2 separate regions of the Acanthopagrus latus genome follow, and region 1 is linked to region 2. Evidence: chromatin contacts called from public Hi-C data. All regions are on one chromosome and are shown on one strand. The core of a region is the stretch at or near the end of the contact, and the rest is flanking DNA. Distances in the headings are between cores, read along the strand shown.

Region 1 (7,317 bases), core at 3,778-6,277, 140 kb after region 2:
ACACATCACATGCTCAGCTGCCCACAGCTTCACCCACATCATCCTCCTTGAACAACTGCAGTGGGCTATTATGTGAGTGGGGTGTTGATGGTGCACACTCGATACCTCACCTGAGCACTATGCTCAGCGTGGCGTCGGTTGTTTGAGGTGATGAATCACCGCGGCCTCCATGAAATGTAAGGACCGGCCAGTATGTAAGCACGGCTGTTGCTGTGAATCAAGTTATCATCCTCCCCTTCTGGCACTGAGGAGGATTATTCATATATTCGCAAATTCTTATGAATCGTGTGTTGCTCCGAGGTTCTGACTTGGTTCACAGTTTTTTCCATCCGTCCTTACATCCCTCCAAATCCCTTGCTGCCTCCCCGTTGGTAGCAGATGCACTGTTATTCCTCTACCCTCGCACCTGCTTCACCCACACGCACACTTGCTCTCAGTCTCTCACTGAGCTACATTGCGGCCCAGAGAGAGAGCGAGAGCTACTGATGAAAAGGAATCACTCGTTTTTAATCACACTCTGCTGTGGTCTCATCTCCTCACCCTCATTTCCCCACTCCATATTTGGTCTGCAGAATTTGCGTTGTGCTAACGTAGCCGATGTTCCAGTCATGCAACTAACAGAATAAAGCAAGCAATTACAGACCAAAGAAATCACATCAATTACTTTATCACCTTGTAGTTGTTTTCCCGAGTAATTAGAGGGTTTATGCACCGCATTAAGCAGAAACGCACTCAAAGTAATTGCCCTATTTCCTCTCCTGATGTGAGAAATCCTTGGTTTAAAAACTCCTTTGAGAAAGAACTTCATAGCAGTTTTTATGAGATAATATTAATTCAATAAATTACATTTTGCATATCCACTATTCCAACCACCACTACTTCCTTTCTTCATCCTCAGGCACAAAACACAAGCCACTAGAGGCCACTGTGGCTGACTTCAACCCCTACAGTCAGAACTATTGCTGTGTTTTGTTCCTCTGCGCAAGCAACATTCTGCCAAGGTTGGCTGATTCTTTTAATTTTTACCCCCCTGCAGCGTTTGGCCACATAAAGTCGTATATGACCCAAAAAGAATATCTGCTTGCACTTGAGTTTAAAAGGAAACAAGAGGCACAAAGAGGCTGAGTACACTTCAAGTATCATCTATTGCTTTTAGGTGCCAGTATCACCAAAGGCTTTTTAAAATATCACTCAAATCTTTTATGAGAGTTATTATATTCTCTAATGAAAAAATACAACTCTTCTGTAATGTAGCAAATCAACCTGAATTCATGTGGCTTTTAAAAACTGTCCTGCAGGTTATGTAAAAGTTGAAATTGTGGCGCCATCCACTGTTTGATTATTGACAATGTGCATATCTGCTCTTTAATATTTTATGTTTACAGAGATAGTGAGAGCAATGACACATGTGATCAACCAGGGCATGTCCATGTACTGGGGCACATCCCGGTGGTCCGCCATGGAGATCATGGTGAGTGATGGGCGACATTTTTGCGCATCTTTGTGCATGTGATTTAGACCAACTTGGCTGGAAAAAGAAACATAAATATACCAAGAATTCTCAAAGGAGATATATCATCCTCATTTACAGGTTCATCATTTTATTTTGGGTGACTAACTAGAGCAGGTTCCTGCATTTACTGCTCAGAAAAAATGTTATTCTCCCTCCATCTGAAATGCTCTGTTTTAGCTCCTGTGTCTTTAAAACCCGCCTTTGGAAAACCCAGTCTGCTCTGATTGGTCAGTTCACACATGCCTGACCCAGCACCCCTAACAACAACAGATCAGATGTGCTAAATCAATTCTTGCCTGCCAAACAAGCCACAAGGCATAAATTACGCAAATGTGTGACTCTGTGACATAGTGTGATGTCACAGAGTGACAGAATTAAGGGCAACACGAGTGGCGAGGCGTTTCAGGAGGAGTGTTTTCTGTGGGAGAGAGGAGCTTCTGTTTGCGTGGACATTGAGCTCTTTAGCTTTGAAGATCTTTTACATGCATGAGAACATGCAAAACAAAAAAAACTACAAAAAATCATAATAATTCTACTTAAAAAAAACAATATATTGCTATTTGTTTCTTCCTGTAATCATATTGTGGAAACTTTTTTGGTGTACTGAAACACACAATTTTCTGGCTATTATGCCATTAAAAAGCAATTACAAAGTCAAACACCTCTCAGAATGTTTTCAAGGAATGAGAAAATCCAGTTGAATGTGACTGTTACAGTGTAGTGGACAGATATAATGACATAGATTAGAGTGGGAGATCTTCTGTTCAGTCATCTGTTTTGCCCTGTCTTCTTCAAACTGAAGATTGGGAAATGGAATCCAAAATGAGCCGATACTGTATGTTAGAACACACTAGTCCATGTACGTGGGTCGGTATTACTTGAACATGTGTCCTTGTCTTATGAACATTTCTCCCCTTTGTTTTTATTCCCTCTTCACATCCAATTAGGAAGCATACTCTGTGGCCAGGCAGTTCAATCTAATTCCACCCGTGTGTGAGCAGGCAGAGTATCACTTCTTCCAGAGGGACAAAGTGGAAACTCAGCTGCCAGAGCTCTACCATAAGATAGGTAAGGCTGTCATCAGTTTCTTTTCAATTTGAGCTTTTTTGAGAAGATTCTGGGCTTTGATAGATCTTCTATCCTGTTTCTCTGTGGTCATTAATCTCCTTCAGGTGTGGGTGTCGTCTCTTGGTCACCTCTGGCCTGTGGAATCATTACTGGGAAGTATGAGAACGGCGTCCCAGATTCCTCCAGGGCCTCAATGAAGGTACAGGAGAAATTTATGTTAGCCACCATCTCTTACTGATTTCAATCAATAACTGTGATGCCTAACATGTTACTGCTCCTCCAGCCATACCAGTGGTTGAAGGACAAAATAATGAGTGAGGATGGGAGGAAACAGCAAGCCAAGCTAAAGGATCTGGCTCATATCGCAGAGAAGCTCGGCTGTACCTTGCCGCAGCTAGCTATAGGTAAGGGACGACATGAACACCCTAAGACCTTTGTAGGTCTGAGGGGGTTTCACTACATACTGTCTGATACATTTATACCACAATACCAACTATAGAAACTCTTCCTTTCCCTGATCATTAGCCTGGTGCTTGAGGAACGAAGGAGTGAGCTCAGTGCTCCTCGGATCCTCCAATCCAACCCAGCTAACAGAGAACCTGGGAGCCATACAGGTACGAAGACTATTACCTCATACTGAATAATTCTGAATGATTACTTCAAACAGCATTGATCATGTGCTCTTTCTTTCCTTTGTGCGCACCACAGGTAATTCCAAAGATGACAGCAGGCATCGCATCAGAAGTGGATCATATACTGGGAAATCGTCCTCACAGTAAAAAGGACTACCACCATTAGGATGGACCCAGTTTTAGTGAACTATGCTCAACAAAAGCTTATCAAAGCTCACTTCTCACAGCCATGGCACCAACAAGTGCGTGCCCAACCTTGCTTGTGTGCGCGTATGACTGTGTATGTGTGACTGTGTAAAAGTGCTCCGCTTGGCTCTTTGTCCGTACAAAGATCAACCAGTACTCATTATTGTAAAGTGAGCTACTTGACGAAAAAACATGCATGCTACAGCTACAGCAGCCGGCCACTGGACAGAACCACAGTTTCAGCAGCGAGGTGATTTCTGGGGTGAAATTCTCTGACGCTTCAAAGAAAACTGTGCAGACACTGCTGAACCACACATTTATATAAGCAGAAAATTAGATCATGGAAAAAAAAGTAACTTACTGCAAGATCAATCTCAAGCCGATTGAAACAAGCATGGGCCAGTTAGTGAACTATCATGATTATCTGACTAAGAGTTTCCCTGTAATTGTCGACAAACTAACACATAAACTCATGGCAGTGTAGAAAATCCATGAACGAAACGATGTGGTGACCAGTGTTACAGAAATCTACATTATTAGATGTTTGTGATGTAAAAAAAAAAAAAAAAGAAAAAAGAATGAAACAATGATGATGTGTTTAATTTGGCCTCATCTCAGCAGACCGGACGATATGCAGCTGGAGTTGACCTGTCAATGTGATGAATCAGTACTGGATGGACTGAAAAGAAAATCTGCTCACAATGTTGCCGCTAATACCAGGAGAGCTAAGTTAAACTAAAATAGGTTTCAAAACATCTGTACTGACTGTTAAATATTTTCCTTATGAAGCAGCTATGACAGAATGAGCTTCTCATCCTCCCCCGTGTTGTATTTTCTTTCTTTTACACTTATGCAAAAGTACAGCTTGGTGTACTCTCCTGATATGCTCCTTTTCGTTTTTTGGACTATGCCAGACCTTCTGTCAGTAACAATCACATCTGATTCATTTAATTTCAGTCTGTGTGTTGTGGCTCAAAAACATTTGTCAAATTGAAGTTGGGGAGATGATCCTCCTGAGGGGGGAGCTTCTGGATTTAAAAACAAAGCCATGTAGCTAATGAAGAGACTCAGTTAATAAAATAAAACCATATGGACCCCTGCAGTCATTGCACCTGGAATACACTTACATAACACTTACCCAACCTCCCCCATCTTTGTTACGTTCTGTCTGTTCAAACATGTATTTCGGTGTTGTTCAACAGATTTGTATATACAAATAAAGAGCTTATAATTCTCCATGTGATATGTTTTGAGAACCCATGGTAATTTTTCTATTAATGTTATAGAGGCCTTCTAATTTTCGCGCCCCTTATGAATTGAAATGAAGCTAGAGTAGATTTATTGTAATTGTAAACTGCAGTAATAAGAAAACAACCTGTGACTTGAAACACTCTGACGTAGTTACTGCTGTTTGCTGTTGGGGTTTCGTCTGTGTCTTCCTGTTTTATAATAAAATAATGTGTGAATTAATCTACTTGTGAAAAGTATATACACCTTCTGACAAATGTCCCCCTTTTAAATGATTTTGTGTTGCTCTTTCGGAATGGTTTCTATGGTGACAGAGACGGGCGTTTCCGGTGAATCGGCCAATGAGCTATTCTTGTTTAGAAGCGTGATATTTGATTGGCTTCGAGGGACTTCCGCAAATCTCGTCGGCTGGCGCTCGAGCCCGCGGATTATGAAAACTGCTACCAGTGAAATAGCGAAAAAGTAGCACTAAAATCTTAAATTTTCCTTAATTATCCTGCTAGAATTGGGCTAGTGTTGCACTGAGGCTACGGGAACGTTAATTCGGAATTGAGTCGGTGCCAGCTATTTCGGAACCAAACAAAGCACGGTAGCGTTTGTTTGTGTTGGTAGTTAGCTAGCAGGCGGCTAGTTAGCCTGATAGCAGAGGGGAGGTAACGTTACCTTGTCAACTAGCGTCAACTGAAACTGCTCTGCTCTTTATCTGAAAGTGCAGGGCTCGTTAGCGGCTTTGAAACACAAGCCGCAGAGTCTCTTCCCACGGCTTGAGGTGAGTGTTGTGTCGGAATTAATCATAAAATCAGACGCTCATCCCTGAGCAAATCAAATGTTATCAACAAAACACTTCCTCTGTTAGCTAAAACTGCTGTATTCGGCTAACCTATCAGCGTACATTGTTGCTGAAATACATTCATTCTCTCTATCTGGGTCAATTGTGTTCCATCCCAGCTGGATAACTCACAGCAATGTCGCTGTCGACTGAGGCTCATTTCGGGTTGAGCCAAAGCAGCAGAGGTAAAGGAGACACCATTTGTGTGGTGCCCGACCTCAGCTCTGATGTCCTGGAAGATGACTTCGACCTAAATAAGTCCTACCCATGTACTCGGAGACCAATGTACAAAAAGAGCCTTTTGGCACTGCAACGTCGTTATTATCCTGGCTCCTTGAGAGGTGAGTGATTCTAAGCTGAAATGACTAATTAAATCAACTATTTTGGTAAACATCCTTTAAACAATGTATGAAGCATAGGGCAGCAATGTTGGTATTTGCTGTTTTTCTTTGTCTTTGATGAAAGCAAATGTACAATATTTGAGTCTAGAACTTTAAAGTGACTTTTTGACAATGATTCCTCAGATGTGGTTATCAAAAAATATGGAACCAGTGGAAGTATATTTTACAGTTTAACAATAAACTTGATTGTTTGAAAAAAAAGACATCAGTCCGCTTAAACTGTAAACCTCATTATCCCAATTACTTTCTCAGCACTATCATCTTTAAAAAGAGTTTTCATATTTCATTATGTCGGGCAGCATATGCCCAAATATTGATATATTTGACAGGTTAATATCAGCCAACCAATGTATCAGTAGGGCTCTTTTAAAACTTATTGTGAAAGACAAAAGTCATTGTGAGGATGAGGATGTAAGAAAGTGGCCCTCTAAAATCCACCCCATTTTTTGCTTGCAGATGAACGTTTTGATGGTTGCACCTCCATCGCAGCAAGAAACTGCCAGATCTCTAGCTTACATCCTTGCTCCCAGGTTTCTGCTGCCTCCCTGCCACACCTCTCCACTGTGCCTGAGTTGGAGGAAAGCTTGTTCAGTCAACTGTTCTCCGGAGATTTCAGCCTACCAGGATCTCCATCTGCCTTCAACCCCAATAAAGCCATTCTGACTGTTGACCATAAAACCAGAGAGGTATTGTGTGCTCACGAAGAAGAACTGGATTTACAGTATTCCAGCAAGAGCCTACCCTGTAAATGTGTTTTATCTGATCTTTTTTAGATTTTGTCAGCAAATGAGCAAGCCTGCAAACTGTTTGAGTGCACCACCAGTGACCTAATTGGAAAAAATCTGTCCTGCATCTTGAAGAAAACCACTCAGGTTCTGGAGGAAGCATTGGAGCAAGATTTTCCACTTGTTGATGGAAGTGTTGCAGCTGTGTCTGGGAAAGTGGTATGACATATGCTGACTTTAAAACTTGACTATGCTTGAATTCTTGTAGAGTGGAGTAATGAGATTGAAATATTATCATGATCACACTATGATCCAAATTGCAGGAGGTGCATTTTTATTGCATTTGATTATTGATTTATTTTATAAATGAAGCATTGTCGTGCTACAAAGAGGTTTCCATCTATTTATTTTTATGAAAATGAAGAGCAAAAATTATCAGTCCAACTAAAATCATGACTCATATTGCAATCTGTCAAAAATAGTGTTTTAATTTTTGCATATCGTCCTGTCCTCAGTTCTACAACTTTCCTCAAAACACTACATCAAGCCACTGTTTAGTCAAATGTCTTTAATTTCCTACAACACCACTGCAAGAATGTGTCTAATGTGTTTAAGATGATCTTTTCTCTGTTTGACATGCTCCTTTTTCTGTAGGTGGATGTTGTGACACCATCTGGAGAGGTGCCAGTGTCAGTATGTACCCACAGACAGTCAC
Region 2 (7,243 bases), core at 856-3,355:
ATATTTCTCAGTTGTAGCGAGGATGCAGCCATGGTGGCTTTGTGGTTCTTTAGATTTAAAGGATAAGTTAACCGAAAGATGAACACTCATTTACTTATCACCCTCACCATCGCAAAAAAAGACATTATTGCTCAACAGGAAATCTAGATGCAAAATACCAATTCCTCAGTGGCTTCATTCGTTGGCAGAATACCTCTTATTGGATCAAATGACAGCAGATGGGTGGGTGTTAGTGGTCTTTATGTTTTAGTTTTCATGTGTTTGGGGTTTGTTTGTTCTTTGTTTGCTTTCTTTTCATTTGAGTAATTTTGTTTGGTTTGATTTCTTCCTATACACACACACACACACACACACACACACACACACACACTATTCTTCTTTTGGAGTGTCATCACCATATTTGTTACTGCACAATTACATACACACATTTTTTTTTCTTTAAAAGAAAGAAAATGATGCTGATAATGTTGAAAGTCTACAGAACATTTCTGGAGCTTTGCAGCAATAGAAACTCTGCAGCATCCTTTTAAAACAACTGAAGTAACCGACTTGTTTTAAGACGTTTAGGAAAGCTAGGCTAAGCTAAAAACTTAAGCACACGGCCCATCTGACGTGGATGCACAAGCTTGATCGCGTGTCACGAGTGTAAATAATGGTTTTTCAAAACACTGTATGTTTTTAAAACAAGTCCCCATCTACCTCAGTTGTTTAGGAGAACGCTGCAACACCATTCAGCTGTGAAGCTCCAGAAATGTTTTGTGGACGATGAAACTTCCCCCAACTTTCCATCAGCGCAAGGGTGAGATAATGAGTTTTCATTGCTGGATGAACTGCAATACGTAAGACTCAGTCACAATCACAAATTTGGGCATCGTATTTTATATCTAATTAATTTTATAGAGGGTCCATGTGCAATATTAAACCTAAATGTTGCCATAGCAGGTCATAATTATATCATAAGAGTAACTAAAAGGCTGTAACTCCCGCTAACTGTAGCTGCTGTTGGCTAGTTAGCTTAGTTAGCCATACAGCTAAAAGGTTTAAACTGCAAGCTCGCTGGTGAGTATGCCAACTATAGCAGATATTGTCAAAAACATTTTTTCCATCACATTCTGTTGATATTTTCAGTTCATTTTTTAGTGTTGCAGTCTAATGTAATTCTTACATAATGCACCTTTAATGTCTCACCATACATGACATTTAAATTAACTGAATTGTTGGACAAACACAACACATTCAGCATGGGGACATTGTTGCACAGTGCGGAAATACAAATTTTCTCAAATTCTGGAGCCATTTTCAGGAAAATGACAGAGTTCAGCTGGACTGAGGAAGATGAGGACATACCTGTTTTTGTGGACAGGTTAAGGAAAGCAGGAAACAACAGGCTTACAGGCTTTTCCTATACTGGTTTTTCCAGGTGTGTATCCATTGTATCTATCAGCCCACAGGCAAATCATTGTGGACAGCAGGGCAGGGCTCGACACAATGTGACGAAACCTGTTCTGATGGAGGGGGAAAAGGAAACGCACACCTCACTTCCGACTGTCGCTTATTAAACACCGAAAAACAGTAAAAACTCACGATAGAAACCAAACTCAGCTCCTGTCCGGCCGTCCTGGCAGGAAGAAAACCGGCCTCGAGGTATAAGGAAGTGGTGCGGAGGTGTAGCTTCTAGCTTTAGCCTACCTGGCTGTCAGCGAACATCAGGTGCGACAGGTGAACAGCACCTTACAGGCATGCGCAGAAAACAAAACACTCACCATTTTTGACCCGGCAGCTCTGAACGCATCCAAAGATTTTTTTAAAAAAAGAAGAAGAAGAAGAAGAAGGGGACGTTTAACCCTCACAAAGGGTCAACCGGTCCAGCTGAACGCATTATCTGTCCGTCGTCCACCACAGTCGAGTGTAGAAAGTTGGTTAACTCCGCCCCCCTCTCTCTCTCTCTCTCTCCTGGCCGCCGGCGGGGAGCGGTGCCTGCTGGACGCGTCACCAAACCTCCCCAGCATCTGGATTGGCTGTTCCATGTTTGTGTTGCGGTGTTGCGGACCTGTGAGGACCGACCACGTGACGAGCACGAAGCGTTTCAATGAATGAGCTGATAAAAGTTTAACTAGATGTCACTTGACTGCTGAAGTGTCGATCCCAGGCAGCGTCGGCAGAGAGCAGCAAGTGCTCCCCTCCCTCCCTGTCTCCCTGCCTCCCTCCCTGTCTCCCTCCCTGTCTGTCTGCTTCATGTGATCCTGGTCCGTCACAGTGCTGGACAGGACAGGGACTATTGAGAAGCTGCTGCTGCACTCCTGTTTGAGATCGTTTCTCCCTCCAGATGTCTCTGTACAGAAACGCTGTCTGGTTTTTGAATGGGATCCACAACTACACAAGGTCAGTCATCACCACACTGAGTCCTACCTTTGGAGCTTATCTACAGGTGTGAAGAAACTTCTACCAGGTGCTGCTTTCTCTGTTTAAACCACCGTGTATGTGGCCTCACAACACTATCTGTCTAAATGCAGGATCTGTGATCTGTAAGATGTATTTAGTATCATGTATTTTAGCCCACAGGCTGGTAAACAGGGGGATATCAAAGGTCTGATCACTGTATGGCACACATCACCACACAAACTGGCCTCTATTTACAGTGACAATAGTTCCATTGACGGCTGATGTGTCTCGAGGATGACTTTGCATCACTGACTCTCCACTGGAGCTAAAATGTGGAGATATTGCAGATTGTCACTCTTGTGTTTTAGAAGTAAAATAAAAAATTAAAAAATCAACAGTCGTCATCATCTCAGCAGCAGACTTTTACTCAAGTACTATTCGTATAGGTAGCGCTGTAAGGATACAATTCATATATGCTTAACAATTAACTTTTGAAGTGATGAGGGCTTGACATGGTTGTACAACATGTGAACCGCACTTTGGTGTTTCACTTTTACTTGAGATTTCACCAAACATGTTTTTCTTTTTATAAATTGAACCGAACGATCACTTACAAAGAGGAAGATCCCAGGTAGATATTAATCAGAATGAATATGAAGCTTAACTTAAATCCTTAAACTAAAAAGAAATCAGGTGTCAATCTGAATCAAACACTGGTACTAAGATACGGATGTGGAAAAAAGAGTTTGTTGCCGATGTACTTTTTATTATTGTTAATTTTGGTCCCTAACCTATTATAAGAATTTAAAGTCTTTCAGCGTGTCATTACACTGTCTTTAAAAGAGCACAACTTGGATCTTATCTAGTTTTAAAGGAGCACAATTAAGTTTTTGGGTTGGAAAATCTAATCTGATGAGAAAAATCTCCGTGAATTGTTTTTTACGACTGAATAAACTGTTTTTAAAGAACATCACATTTTGTTCACTTTGGTTATATTTGCAGGAATCTTCTAAGTTCCCACCTTTCAAGCTTCAAACTCATTTCCTTCTATCCACAGCTTGTTTATTCAGTTATGGAAAAACATTAATCAAGTAACTATTTCTGAGATGGTAATATTACCTTATTAATACTGTAGAAGCTGCTTTTCTGAGTTTGAATTTCTTATCCCAGACTACATAGTGCACCTTTTATATAGGCATCCGTGGGAAGAAGAGGTAACTATTTATTTAACAGGTCAGGAAATGTCATGTCATCATGTAAACAAGGCGAACATCAGCCGATATTGATGTTCTGCTGATATTTCCGTGCCCTATTTAGTGGTTTGGTTTCCTTCTTGCCTTTAGGAAAGGATATGAGGCGGCATCTGAAGACTTTGAGCCTCAGGACCTGAGCGTGTCCGTCGTGGGGAGGTCTTTTATGATCACCGGAGCCAACAGTGGAATCGGCAGAGCCACAGCCATGACTATAGCCAAGAAAGGTATTAATTCCCTGAGAGGAGTCACACACCTCACACTAATTAGAAAATTAAAGCTTCGTGCTTTTGTTTCCAGGTGGGACTGTCCACATGGTGTGCAGGAACAAAGATAAAGCAGAGGAGGCCAGAGAGGACATCATCAATCAGTCTGGGAATACAGTGAGTGCTGGGGGAATACGAGGTGATACAAATCTCATGATTGGTGAGAGAAAGTGATCCGCAGCTGTTTTTTTTTGTTGTTTTTTTTTATTTCTAGGAGGTTCACGTCCATATTGTGGACTTGTCAGAGACACGCAAGGTGTGGGAGTTTGCAGAGGCCTTCAAGAAGCAGTATCCATCCCTGAACGTGTTGGTGGGTATCACCCCGACTCCTGTAATCTCCACCACGCCTCAGCTGTTCGGTCTGACTTTCTCAGTTTTGTTTTTTTCCTGACAGATAAACAACGCCGGGTGTATGGTGCACAAGAGAGAGCTGAACGCCGACGGGCTGGAGAAGAACTTCGCCACCAACACGATGGGTGAGATCTCGTTCTGCTGGTCTAACTGTGCCACGCCGCTGCCGCTGCTCAGATAACACATTCAACTCCTTCTCTTCAGGAGTGTACATCCTCACCCAGACTCTCTTACCACTTCTGCAGAAGAGCCGGGATCCCAGGGTGGTATGATCACACACACACACACAAAGACATACACAAAGACACACACACACACAGTGCTCATCTGCATCATGTGGACGGCATAAAGCCACTTTTGTCCAGGCTGTGGTGTCTGTGGTCTGAGCACACTGTGCCTCTTTTCTCCTGACTGTTAGATCACTGTGTCCTCAGGAGGCATGCTGGTCCAGAAACTCAGAGTGGATGACTTGCAGTCAGAGAAGGGCTACTTCGATGGTGTCATGGTCTACGCCCAGAACAAGGTACCACTCCAGGACAGGAAGTACATGTACTTCACAACATTCAGAGACAAATATTGTACTTACTTATATACTTTCTACTCCACTACATTTATTTGATAGCTTTAGAATTAGATTATTAATGCAAAATATAAATCAGGTAATAAAGGGTGACAACCAAGTGACATATTGGGTAGAAATTAGTTCTATATATTAAAATAAAAGTCTTAATGAGCTTGTTATACTGCCAAAAGGGTTCATTTGAATTCTAAACCCATCAAGAGTTATTAATCCAAAACCAAAGACCTTACTGTGTGAACTGCTTTGGGACAAGAGGACATCAGTACACTTGGGTATATTGACATTTCTTAATAGTATCTCAAAGTTTTGTTCTGTCATCCAAATATTTGTAATGTTTGAAGATTACAGGCTGAATTTATTCAACAAAGTCGGGACAAAGAACGGTAATTGTTCTTGTAAAGTTGGTCAAATGTCATTAATGCTCCTCTGGCTCTCATTTCTGTAAAGGTGAAACTAGCCAGTGGTTTCAAAATGTTTTTTTTGCAGGGACCCGCCTTTTGTGGATAACAATATTTTAAATCCTTGCCTGTTTGATTATGTTAAGTTACCGTTGTGAAAAAGACAAAATAGTGTGCATCAGCAGTGAATAATGCTGTAGTAGAGGTAACAGTGTGTTGTTTCTCCTCAGAGGCAGCAGGTGGTGCTAACAGAACAGTGGGCCAAAGCAAACCCAATCATCCACTTCTCTGTGATGCATCCAGGCTGGGTGGACACACCAGGTACACACTCCCCCAAAGGGCCTGAACACTTGAGGAGCTGCTGGTGTTTTTCTTTTTCTCTTTGTTTATTTCTTATTTTTGAATGAGAAGACAACCTCACACATACTACACACACACTCACAAGTCAGATTAAGCCGTGGCTCTCCAGATGGTGGTGCTATAGCAAAGGTTAAAAGTTTGAAACGCTTGAAAATCCCATGAAAGGCAACCAAAGTAAAATCAAGCTGACACTAACTATGGCAGGGAGTAATCTGATGAGTCTACAGCTACTCCTTCTCTCTCTCTCTCTCTCTCTCTCTCTCTCTCTCTCTCTCTCTCTCTCTCTCTCTCTGAACAATTATAAAATATGTCACTCATACGCTTTCAAAAACAGTAAACCATATTAGATTACTTAAATGTTCTTTCTGGTTGTTGTTGTCATCCAAATTCAAGCCTAAAACAAACAAAAAGTGTGACCATGAACCCTAATTTAAACATCTGCCCTCACAGCATTAATATTTTTTATCTAATAGCTGCAATTTTGAGCCACGACACAAGAGGATGAAGTATTTACACTTTTTTAATCTTGCCACATTTTCATTTTTTTGTTAGATTAATAAGACATTTTCATTACTATGTACTAGTGTAAGCTATCAAGCAAACACTACTTAAAAAGGTGCATTTTCATACTGAACCTGCAGATCAGATAAGATTTATTTGTTTTGTTTTACACATTTCTAGCTGTTTCTAAGTCAATGCCTCAGTTCCACCACATGATGGGCGAGAGGCTGCGCAGTGTGGAGCAAGGGGCCGACACCGTCGTGTGGTTGGCCTTGTCTCGAGCCGCTGCCAGAACTCGCAGCGGGCAGTTCTTTCAAGGTGAGCGGCATCGAGTCTGACAGGTTCTCCCACTGCACATACAGAGCCGCTCGTCCATTCCCCTTCCATCCTCTGGGGAGAATTCAGACATCATCACCACCAGCTGGCATCACTTGTTCTGACAGACTGTTTGTGTTGCAGATCGCAGGCCTGTTGCGGCCCACCTGCCTCTGGCCTGGACCTACAGCTCTGCAGAGGAGGTTCAGAGTTTCATGAGTCAGCTGGAGACTCTGGCGTTCAGGGTCGTTCAGCCGCAGCCTGACGGAGAGCTCAACGGACCGTCCAGACCTCAGTTTGTCTGAACTGTGACGTAAATGTCACACAGCATGCCATTCACCCATTAAAGCAACAATTACAAGAATGAAAGTCTCTTTATTTGATTTGTTTAGTCTTTTCTGATATACCTTCTCATTCTGCCCATTGATTTTAAAGTATTTGCAGCAGTGACTGAATGTGACTTTGCTCAGGTTCTGTACACAAGTACAATTTCAAGGAACTTGTACTCTACCTGAGTCTTTCCATGTTCTGCTCCTTTATTCAGTCACTGGATTATATTTCAGAGGGAACCATGGTAAACAGTATAGAGTCACACGTAAGTATAACAGATGTCTTTAACTTTTACTCAGTTATATTTGACCAAGATGTCTAAACTTTTTTTCTTTCTTTTTTCATCTTCAGCTCACTCGTACTTTTTACAACACTGTTTTCAGGACAGGGCACATCTCAGCGTCACCTGATTTATCTGTGACGTCAGCACTTCTCAGCTGGACCTTCTCTACACTGAAAATGTGATGAATTGTTAGTTTAAAGCCAACTTATCAATTTGGATTGAATACT

What was found. A called contact is a pair of places that touch in the nucleus more often than the background predicts.
Region 1: a Hi-C map of muscle shows a contact between it and region 2, with 4 times the contacts expected there. The contact joins the promoter of pask here to the promoter of LOC119011126 in region 2. A contact is called at or near these places in 2 of 4 Hi-C or Micro-C datasets (both in muscle).

What each region holds. Positions count from the first base shown.
Region 1 is chr21:21,385,889-21,393,205 of fAcaLat1.1, forward strand. pask (PAS domain-containing serine/threonine-protein kinase) reads left to right here and starts at 5,028. Exons shown (of 21, transcript XM_037084481.1): 1 at 5,028-5,416; 2 at 5,596-5,817; 3 at 6,334-6,563; 4 at 6,651-6,821; 5 at 7,257-7,317. The coding sequence starts at 5,613. kcnab1b (voltage-gated potassium channel subunit beta-2) reads left to right here. Exons shown (of 14, transcript XM_037084832.1): 9 at 1,386-1,471; 10 at 2,461-2,581; 11 at 2,686-2,780; 12 at 2,865-2,985; 13 at 3,107-3,195; 14 at 3,290-4,869. The coding sequence ends at 3,379.
Region 2 is chr21:21,246,319-21,253,561 of fAcaLat1.1, forward strand. It overlaps LOC119011126 (dehydrogenase/reductase SDR family member 12-like), which reads left to right and starts at 2,106. Exons shown (of 10, transcript XM_037084008.1): 1 at 2,106-2,382; 2 at 3,726-3,859; 3 at 3,933-4,015; 4 at 4,113-4,208; 5 at 4,293-4,374; 6 at 4,454-4,515; 7 at 4,668-4,772; 8 at 5,458-5,548; 9 at 6,269-6,406; 10 at 6,548-6,776. The coding sequence starts at 2,327. The coding sequence ends at 6,708. ap1s3b (AP-1 complex subunit sigma-3b) reads right to left here and starts at 1,919. Exons shown (of 6, transcript XM_037084009.1): 1 at 1,764-1,919. The coding sequence starts at 1,766.